Linked DNA regions of Rattus norvegicus: region 1 is linked to region 2. Evidence: chromatin contacts called from public Hi-C data. All regions are on one chromosome and are shown on one strand. Each heading gives the region's core, a stretch centred on a gene start, on an enhancer-like site or on the middle of the called end of the contact. The rest is flanking DNA. Distances are from core to core; before and after follow the strand shown.

Region 1 (4,365 bases), core at 145-2,644, 160 kb after region 2:
TTCTCAAGCCATCCATTGACTACAGTCTTTCTCCCGGATGACCTTGCTCTCAGCTTCTTTCTGTTCTGATATTCCTTCCTGCAAATAAGCCTCGGCTGAAAGATCATTTCTCTTCTGGTAACTCTTTGAAAAGCCCTTGAAGTTGCTTTCAACTGGCAACTTGGATGAGGTATTCATCCCTCAATTGATGACCGACAGGAAGAATTGCCGCACGTGGCTTGGTCTGAGTTACCCTTCCAGCTCTGGTGGGGTAGGGCCAGCCACTTCCAGGACAAATGGACAGAGAATGATGGAGTGTCCCTCCCAAAGGCAAAACAAAACAAAACAAAAACACCACCACCAACAAAACCCACTATCTCCAGTATGAAACCTCTTCCCCTACCCCGAGGCTGGATGCATTCTAATCTTGGACAGTGCCCAGGGTGGGTTAATGAGACTCGTGTGTGTGATCTCAGACCCCAAGGCAGTCCTAGTAATGACAATGACCTGCTATTGATGAGTTTTGATGGCAGACTACAGTAAGCACTTCATTAGATACAGTCTTGTTTGTTCTCCAGACAACTATGAACTGGGCGTTTTTAACTTCTACTTTACAAATTCGGTAAGGACAAGTGAGAGGTTTGGTAAAGGCCTGCTCTGAGGAAGCGTGGTATGAAACCATAAGCAACGGTATGGCTTGATTGTGGTCATTGTTCTTATTAATGTCAGCAGACGTCCTTTGAATCCCACCAACCTGAATCAAGTCCTGGATTTGTTCTCAACCCTAGGAGTCACAGCTAGATGGTAAGTTACAGGAAGAGAGGGGTCATATTTGTCCTTAATCCTGCTCTGGTCACTGTGTCCCTAGTTGGCACACAGTAAACACCTTAACAAACTGGTATTGAGGACAACTTTTCTAAGCCTGACGTTTTAAATGTGACATAGTAAAATACATGTGCATAACTCAGGAAGGGATTGCACAGCACAGAACATGCAGAACACAGCTTGTGCTAGGTGTAATGACACTGGCCCTTAGTGAGTGTCCAATTGCCTACTAAACTACACCCTGAAACGAACAGGTTGGTTCGTCTGATTCTCAAACCCCTGCCTCCACGTTACAAGTGAACCGTGAACCGAGTCTGTGTTCTTCTTTGTCACAAGTACTGAGGATGTGTCCCACCCTCTCGCCAGTGAGTCCAACTCTTTCTATTAACTTCCAGGACTCTGAGGCATTTCATTCAAGTTCTGCGAAGTGATGGCCTCTCCTTTTCTCTCCTGCATTATTGGGAGAAATAAAAGCAGCTTTCTTCAAAAACACAATGAAGACTTTTCTCTCAGCCCTCCTTCTCTTTTCCCCATTATTTCCAGAGAGCAAGGTTGGGCTGCAGGAGGCTCTGTTGCCTGGCAGGAGCCTGCAATTCACAGAGAGCCAACAGTGGGAGCCAGCCAGGCTCTGGCCTCGCCAGACCTCCCTCCCCGCTCCAGTAGGTCCTTCTTTCCCAGAATTGCCTGCTGCCATCTGCTGGCCGTATGATGTTAAGACGGTCACCACGGTGATGTCTCCCAAATGAGCCTCCTTCCAGCTTCCAGGCACCTTCCTGGGCCTCTGGTAGACAGTGCCAGCAGGCAGACCAACAGAAGATTTCAAGGTAAGGTTCTCAGACAGACGTGGCTGGAAAGAATCGACTCACAGCCCAAATGAGGGAAATGCAAACCATGAATCCTTCTCCCATCTGACAAACGCGCTTCCTTGCCCGGAGCCCCCTGCTTCTCATCCCCAACCCATCTCTCATCCACCAGCACCCTGCCATTCTTTCGGTCACACCAGCAGCTCCCATAAGCTGTATCACCACAACAATCGTACTAATTAATTTTCTTTTTCGCAAATAGTTTCCTATGGAAAAGTTATAAGAATAGTCACAAAGAATTCCCCTACATTCTTCTTCCAGCCAAGCCCACTGAAGATTTTCCAGTGGAGTCAGCAGCTTTTTGTAATCAGAGGATCCAAACCAGGGTCACACATTTTCCTGCTTCTCATGCATCTCAATGTCTTCCTCATTTGGAACATTCCTGACTTCTGCTTCTATTCCACTTAAGGATAGATGTTAGCATTGTAAGCAGTTCCAGCCAGTGTTATAGAATGCCTTCGGCCTGAGTCTGTCTGATGCTGTCTAGCCAGTGTGTGCATAACTGGCAAAAATGTAACAGACATGGGTCATTTCACAGCACTGACTCCGGGGACCCACACTGTGTTTCCTATGGTATGACTTTGGGTCACTTTTAGTATCCTCGTCTGTGTGGATGTCTTTGAATGACACTTGTCTGCCTGGCATACTAGGAGGTCAGAAGAGGTTGTCAATCCCCTGGAACTGGAACTACAGGTGGTTGTGAGCCACCATGTGGGTGCTGGGAATTGAACCCTGGGTCATCTGGAAGAACAGCCAGTGTTCTTCCTGACTACTGACCCATTTCCTGGCCCCATCAGCTTGCTTTTTATAATACGGTACCTGCCAGGAGAATGATGTCTCAAACAGTGGGTTCTGCAACATCAATTAACAGTTAAGATAGTGCCCTACAGACAAGCCCACGGGCCAGTCCAATCCAAGTGATTCTCCAGGGTCTCAGGTGTGAGTCCCTTCTCAGCTGGCTCTAGGGTATGTCCAAGTCAACTAGTTAAAGCTGACAGGTAAAGTTAACTAGGATGTTAGTCTTCCATAGCTCATGGCCCTGCTGGACCACTGACTCTTCTGCTTGGCCTCACCTGATGCTGTTTTCAGAAAGTTAGGAGAGGGAGTAAAAGGGAGAGAAGGAAAATAATACTGTATTTTGAGACTAGAAAAAGATGTTCATTCTTAACCACTATTGTCACAGATTATTCTGTGTTCTCCACAGAAGTATACACTTTGAGAAAGCCATGACTATGTCTCCCTTACTCATTCATGGTGGGTTGTAGCTCCAGGATCTAATGGGATGGCTGTTGCACTTCCTGTCTTCCCAACCAGAGCAGCAGGCATGCAGAGCCTGGCTTACATAGGTTCTCAGAGCTGAACTGAAATCCTCACCAATGAGCTATTGCCCCAGCCCAGCGTTTATTTATCATTGATAGCTGTGTGTGTGTGCTGGGGAGTTTGTTTATTTTATAATTTAGAGACTGGAAAGTAAGATCTGTGCTCCAACAGATTCTATGTCTGATGTTGGTTCTCTGCTCTGTAGACCGCACGTTCTAGGTGTCTCTTCATAAAACGGAAGGGTCAGGCAAGCATGCCCTTCCAGTTTCCTTATAAAGGTACTGACTCACTTCATGAGAGCAAAGATCTTTATTTTTTTTTATTATTTTATGTGTATGTGTGCCTGAGTATATGCATTAATACCACATGCTTACAGGAACTCTTGGAAGCCAGAAAAGGGCATAGGATCCCCTGGAACTGGGTTACAGGTGGTTGTGAGCCACCACAGGGGTACGCAGAACCAAACCAGGGTCCCCTGCAAAGAGCTCCTAACCACTGGGCCATCTGGCCCACCTCTTGGTGCCTCCATGCTGTGGATGAGATTTCAGTGTCAGCCTCTGGGGAACAAACACTCAGACTCTGGCTGTCACACAGGCAGGAAGACGAAGGACTTCACGATGAGAAAGAACTGGTGCTGGATCTGGCAGCCTGCTTCCAGGCCCTCCTCATCACTCCTGTGCTAACATTTTCTTTCTAATAGGTATAATTATTTGGCCCCAATTGCCAGCAGCAAACATCAACCCTAGTCTACCCGCCCCAGCCTCCTCCTAACATCAAGTCCTAATGCATGTGTGCTTTCCTCGCTCGAAAGGCATGCTTTTCAGGGCCTGATGGGAGGGAAGGAACAGCTGGACCCTTTCAGCACATCCATTAGGAAGTGATAGAGCGCTCGCTCGCTTGCTCGGAAGTGCAGCTGCCAGGATGAAAGCCTTTGCTCAGCACAAAGGGCTTCAAGCACAGAACCCAGCCTTTCCCCTCCCTCATGTCTACAGGGTCACAGTGGTTGGAAGCAAGAGTCAAGGTGACACTTTTTGTTCTGCCTACTGGAGTACAGGTACCTGGCTGGTCAAAACTTCATAAGCAGAAGTGGCCAAAGCCTCTCTGCTCCTCACTAGACCCTGCGAAGAGGCCCAGGGTGATTGCTACAGGGCCCAACCTTCCTAACCACAGACCTCCAGCTTCAGCCAGGGTTATCCCTGTAGACCCGGGTAGGGAAAGAGGTGTGAAATCTCAAAAGAGCTATTTCTGACTCCTAGATAAGGCAGTGAACTGACCTCCTCTGTTTTATCCATCCATCTGCAGCCAGACTTTCCAACCCCTTGGAATAATCTAGAACCATTTTAATGAAAATATCACCACCAAAGATTAAGATTCAAGT
Region 2 (4,106 bases), core at 431-2,930:
CTTTGAGACAGGGCTTCACTGCTGCTGCCAGCAGGCTGGTGAGCTTCCAGGGACACTGCCACTTCTGTCCCCCACACGAGCCCTGGGGTCATAGATAGATGCCTGAGGTACATGCCTGGTCTCTACATGGGTTCTAGGGACTCAAGCCTGGGTCCTCATAATTGTGAGGCAAGTGATTTTACCCATGGAGCCATCTTCCTAATGTGAGATGGGATCTCGCTAAGTTGCCTGGGCTGACTTCAAACATGTAACTCTCCTGTACCAGCCTCCTTGGTGACTAAAATTACAGGTATACCCCACCGTTCTCCGTTCAGTAACATGCTGTGAAGAACAAAACACTTTAAAAGCGGCAAATGAGGTTTCTCTTCTTCCTCAATCACGGACTCTGTGGCTATTCAGCTAAAGAATGGGCACATCTACAATGTTTCCTGACTCATACACTAGAACACATCCAACCATATCCCTAATTGATTCTGTTTAGCTATTCATTTAAAATTGTTATTCTATCAAAATGTTTAAAAATATACTATTCTTTCCAGTAACATGAGCTGCTATGGAAATATTCAAAGCCAGTGTTGTGGTCAGTGTTTAATAAGATTATTCTTTTTAAATGCTTTATCCATTTCAAGTCCAAGTACTTCAGTAAACACCAGAGCTCTGTTCTACATACTAGACTCTGCCCAAAGCAACAGTACTCAATATATAATTTTAACAATGAATACCTCCAGTATTAGAAACCAGGCCCTGTAGAGAGAGGGGGAAAAAAAGCCCCAAATCATTCAGGTGAGAGGGTAACAAACACATAGGGAAGAGTAGTGCGGCCCTCAGGGAACGTATACACATGAGTGAAGCTTATGAAACTGGTCCGGGCCTCTGCAGAGAGAACTTTTAGTTTATTTTAAAGCCGCCTATAAAACCCCTTCAATATCACAGTATGAATTATTTATAGAGAAGTGTACATTTAAAGTTACAATGTTGCTGAAAGATAATATTTGGGGAATTCTTTAATTGTATGATTTTCAGAGAAGCTAGGATTCCCACTGTCTGGCCCCGTGGCCTGCCTTTCTGTTCTTTGCCAACCTCAAAAGTGGAATTGAGAGAGAGCTTCACTTAAAGTTGACACAGCTGCTGAGGTGGACCTGAGCTGCGCATGTCTACGTCACAATCCGTACCCTGCTGTCTCTGAGGTTAACAGCGTAATTAGCAGAGCACTTGGATGTGGGGTTTTATTGTAATGGCGCCATGTGTCCACGGAGAACACTCAGGTGGATCACATGCCTAGACCTACTCCTTCTAACCAGTTTTTTGATTACTCCTTAAAGATGCAAGGGCTTTTGAGCCGTTTGTACTCCGTAGTCCTTTGAACTTTTCTTTAGGAGAATTAAGACAAAATTACTGTGACTTACACAATCACATTCAAACATGAAAGAAAATTCTTGGCTTTTCAAAAGTCTCCCCTTATACCTTGTCAATTTCAAAGCTGAAACACAGTGGTTCAAGGGAAAGCTATTAGGGTACCGAAACCCGAGGGAGAGTTTCTTTGTCCTCTCAGTCTGACTGACTGCACACTCTCTGTACTCCAGTCCAGGTGAGGAACTGCCACAAAATCCCTAACAGAACGTGAACTGTTGTAATTAGCTCGAGACGTGTGGAGTTATGAACGCTAGAGGGCAGTAACGCACTGGAAGGACTAAATCACCCATCTAAAAGTGGCCTTCTGTGTATTCCTAACACTTCATGGAGTGCACAGGCCGGCCGGCGACAAAGCACTCCTCAGTACATCATTTTGGATGCTACTTACTTTGCAAAATCCAAGTAAGAAATGTGTCCGTGATAGAAGCCTGGTTTCATCTCGTTCCAGCTGGTTATATTCTTTACAAAGCGCACCTAAAAAGGGAGGGAGGAAGGACAGTCTCATCACCTCACTGCAAAGTAAAGAAAGTGGATTCTGTCAACAGCAAGACACCTCCCACTCAGGGACAGGACCAGGCATTTACAGAGCTGGGAGACAGGTTCAGGGTAGAACAGACAGTGCAGTCTGCATGTACCACATTACCGCACCCATGTACGGTGCAGTGGATTTTCACTGCACAACACGGGGTGGTAGGTGGCTGCAGGGGAGGGGGTGTTTCACCCCCATGAAGGTAAATTGTCGTTGCTGGCTCACTACATTAGAATCAATGAGATAAGCGGTTGGCACAGCTTTAAGGGATTTCTGGATGAGCTTATCTGCAGGGTTTGATCTGCACTGGATGCAGATGGAGGAGGCCTGGGGAAAGGCTACATTGCCCCTCGCCTCTGCACCTTCCTGGAGAGTTCATTAACCCTGTGGCTGTCTGTACTGTCCGGCTGTAGCTACTGTTGCTGCTCCGTGAGAACCTGGGTTCTTCGGGCTTCAGACTTGAACGGAAGGTCAGTTGCTCTCCAGGGACCCTCCTGACTTTCAAAGCCAGGCTGGGGTTCCTGAGGCACAGTCTCGTGGACAACTGAGCAGTTGTAGGGTTCTCTGAGGCTCCAGTGTGACGGCGGCCATTGTTGGACTCCCCAGACAGGATGTATAAGACATCCTAACACTCACTCTCTTTTATAAAGCTATTTATACGGATGTGTATACACATGTGTTTCTATATATATGTATATATGCACAGAAGCCATAAGGTATGGAGCTGGGGGTATGGGAGATATGAACTGCACAAGGTGGGTGCTGGGAACCAAGCTCAGGTTATTTGAAGAAAAACAAGTATTCTTAACCACTCTGACCCAGTCCCCTTAACTATAATGCATATACATAATAAAATGTAAAATGTGTGTCTTCCTTCTTCCTACTGTGTTGCTCTAGAGGGCCCTGCATCTTTAACAGGCTTTCTATTGCTGTGATAAAACACCATGACCAGGGGTTGGGGATTTAGCTCAATGGTAAAGCGCTTGCCTAGCAAGCTCAAGGCCCTGGGTTCGGTCCCCAGCTACGAAAAAAAGAAAAACAAAACAAAACAAACAAACAAAACAAAACAAAAAAACCCAAAACAAAACACCATGACCATAAGCAAACACAAGAGAAAAGGGTTTATTTCACTGACAGTCCATCCAGAGGAGTCACTGTGAGAGTACAACAAGGCATGAAGAATGCTGCTTCTTGGCTTGCTCTTCCTGACTTGCTCAGTTTGTTTCCTTATACAGTCCTGGACCACCTACTCAAGGTGGTGCTGCCCACAAGGGTGGGCCTGCACACCCAGTCATCTATCAAGAAGATGGCCCATGGACTTCTGTGCAGGCCAATCCTAGGGAGGTATTTTCTTGATTTCTTCCCAGATGAGCCAACCTTATGTCAAGTTGACATAAAACATAGTAAAAAATACACCCCCCTATCAACAATATACACTGAAAAAGCAAGCAACATTCCAATCTAAGGAATACATTCTCTGTGTGTATGAATACATGTGTTTTACCAACAGGGATTCATAACCCTGGCTAGCCTCACGCTCATCACATCTAGGGTGACAAAGTCATGGTCCTTCTGCCACTGCCTCCCAAGGCCTGGGCTTACAGAGTTCCACATACCCAATTCATTCTGTGTATTACATGTTTTCCTCTCTGACATGATATTCAAAAAGCAATCAAAAAGTCATTCTTTAATTTATGCCCCAACAAATCAAAATATGACCAACAAAAGATTAAAGGTAATGACTTTAAGTTTTTTTTAAGATTTATTTATTGGGTTGGGGATTTAGCTCAGTGGTAGAGCACTTGCCTAGCAAGCACAAGGCCCTGGGTTCAGTCCCCAGTTCCGAAAAAAAAAAAAAAGAATTCAAAGATTTATTTATTTTATGTATGTGAGTACACTGACACTCTCTTCAGACACACCAGAAGAGGGAATCAGATCCCATTACAGATGGCTGTGAGCTACCATGTGGTTGCTGGGAGTTGAACTCAAAACCTCTGGAAGAACAGCCAATACTCTTAACTACTGAGCTATCTCTCCAGCCCGACTGCAAGATATTTTAAAATAAGCTTGATCAAATAAAAACATTTCAATTATCCAAGTATCTAAAATTTTGTTTTGATCTTCATGTGTGGGTTTGTGCAATGTAAGCATGACTGCAGGTGTC

The links. A called contact is a pair of places that touch in the nucleus more often than the background predicts.
Region 1: a contact with region 2 is called in a Hi-C map of frontal cortex, with 4 times the contacts expected there. The contact joins two enhancer-like sites. A contact is called at or near these places in 11 of 12 Hi-C or Micro-C datasets (the Rat2 cell line, Schwann cells, frontal cortex and 6 more) and 1 of 1 datasets of contacts at active chromatin or transcription factors (oligodendrocytes).

Annotation. Positions count from the first base shown.
Region 1 is chr2:236,349,552-236,353,916 of GRCr8, forward strand. No RefSeq gene overlaps it. Among named protein-coding and RNA genes, the nearest start is that of Selenof, 49 kb to the left of the region's middle. Within about 2 kb of position 1,395, at least 14 of the 93 cell types and tissues checked have an H3K27ac peak or open chromatin away from gene starts, as enhancers often do.
Region 2 is chr2:236,187,666-236,191,771 of GRCr8, forward strand. It overlaps Hs2st1 (heparan sulfate 2-O-sulfotransferase 1), which reads right to left. Exons shown (of 7, transcript NM_001100518.1): 3 at 1,802-1,887. Among named protein-coding and RNA genes, the nearest start is that of Hs2st1, 110 kb to the right of the region's middle. Within about 2 kb of position 1,681, at least 7 of the 93 cell types and tissues checked have an H3K27ac peak or open chromatin away from gene starts, as enhancers often do.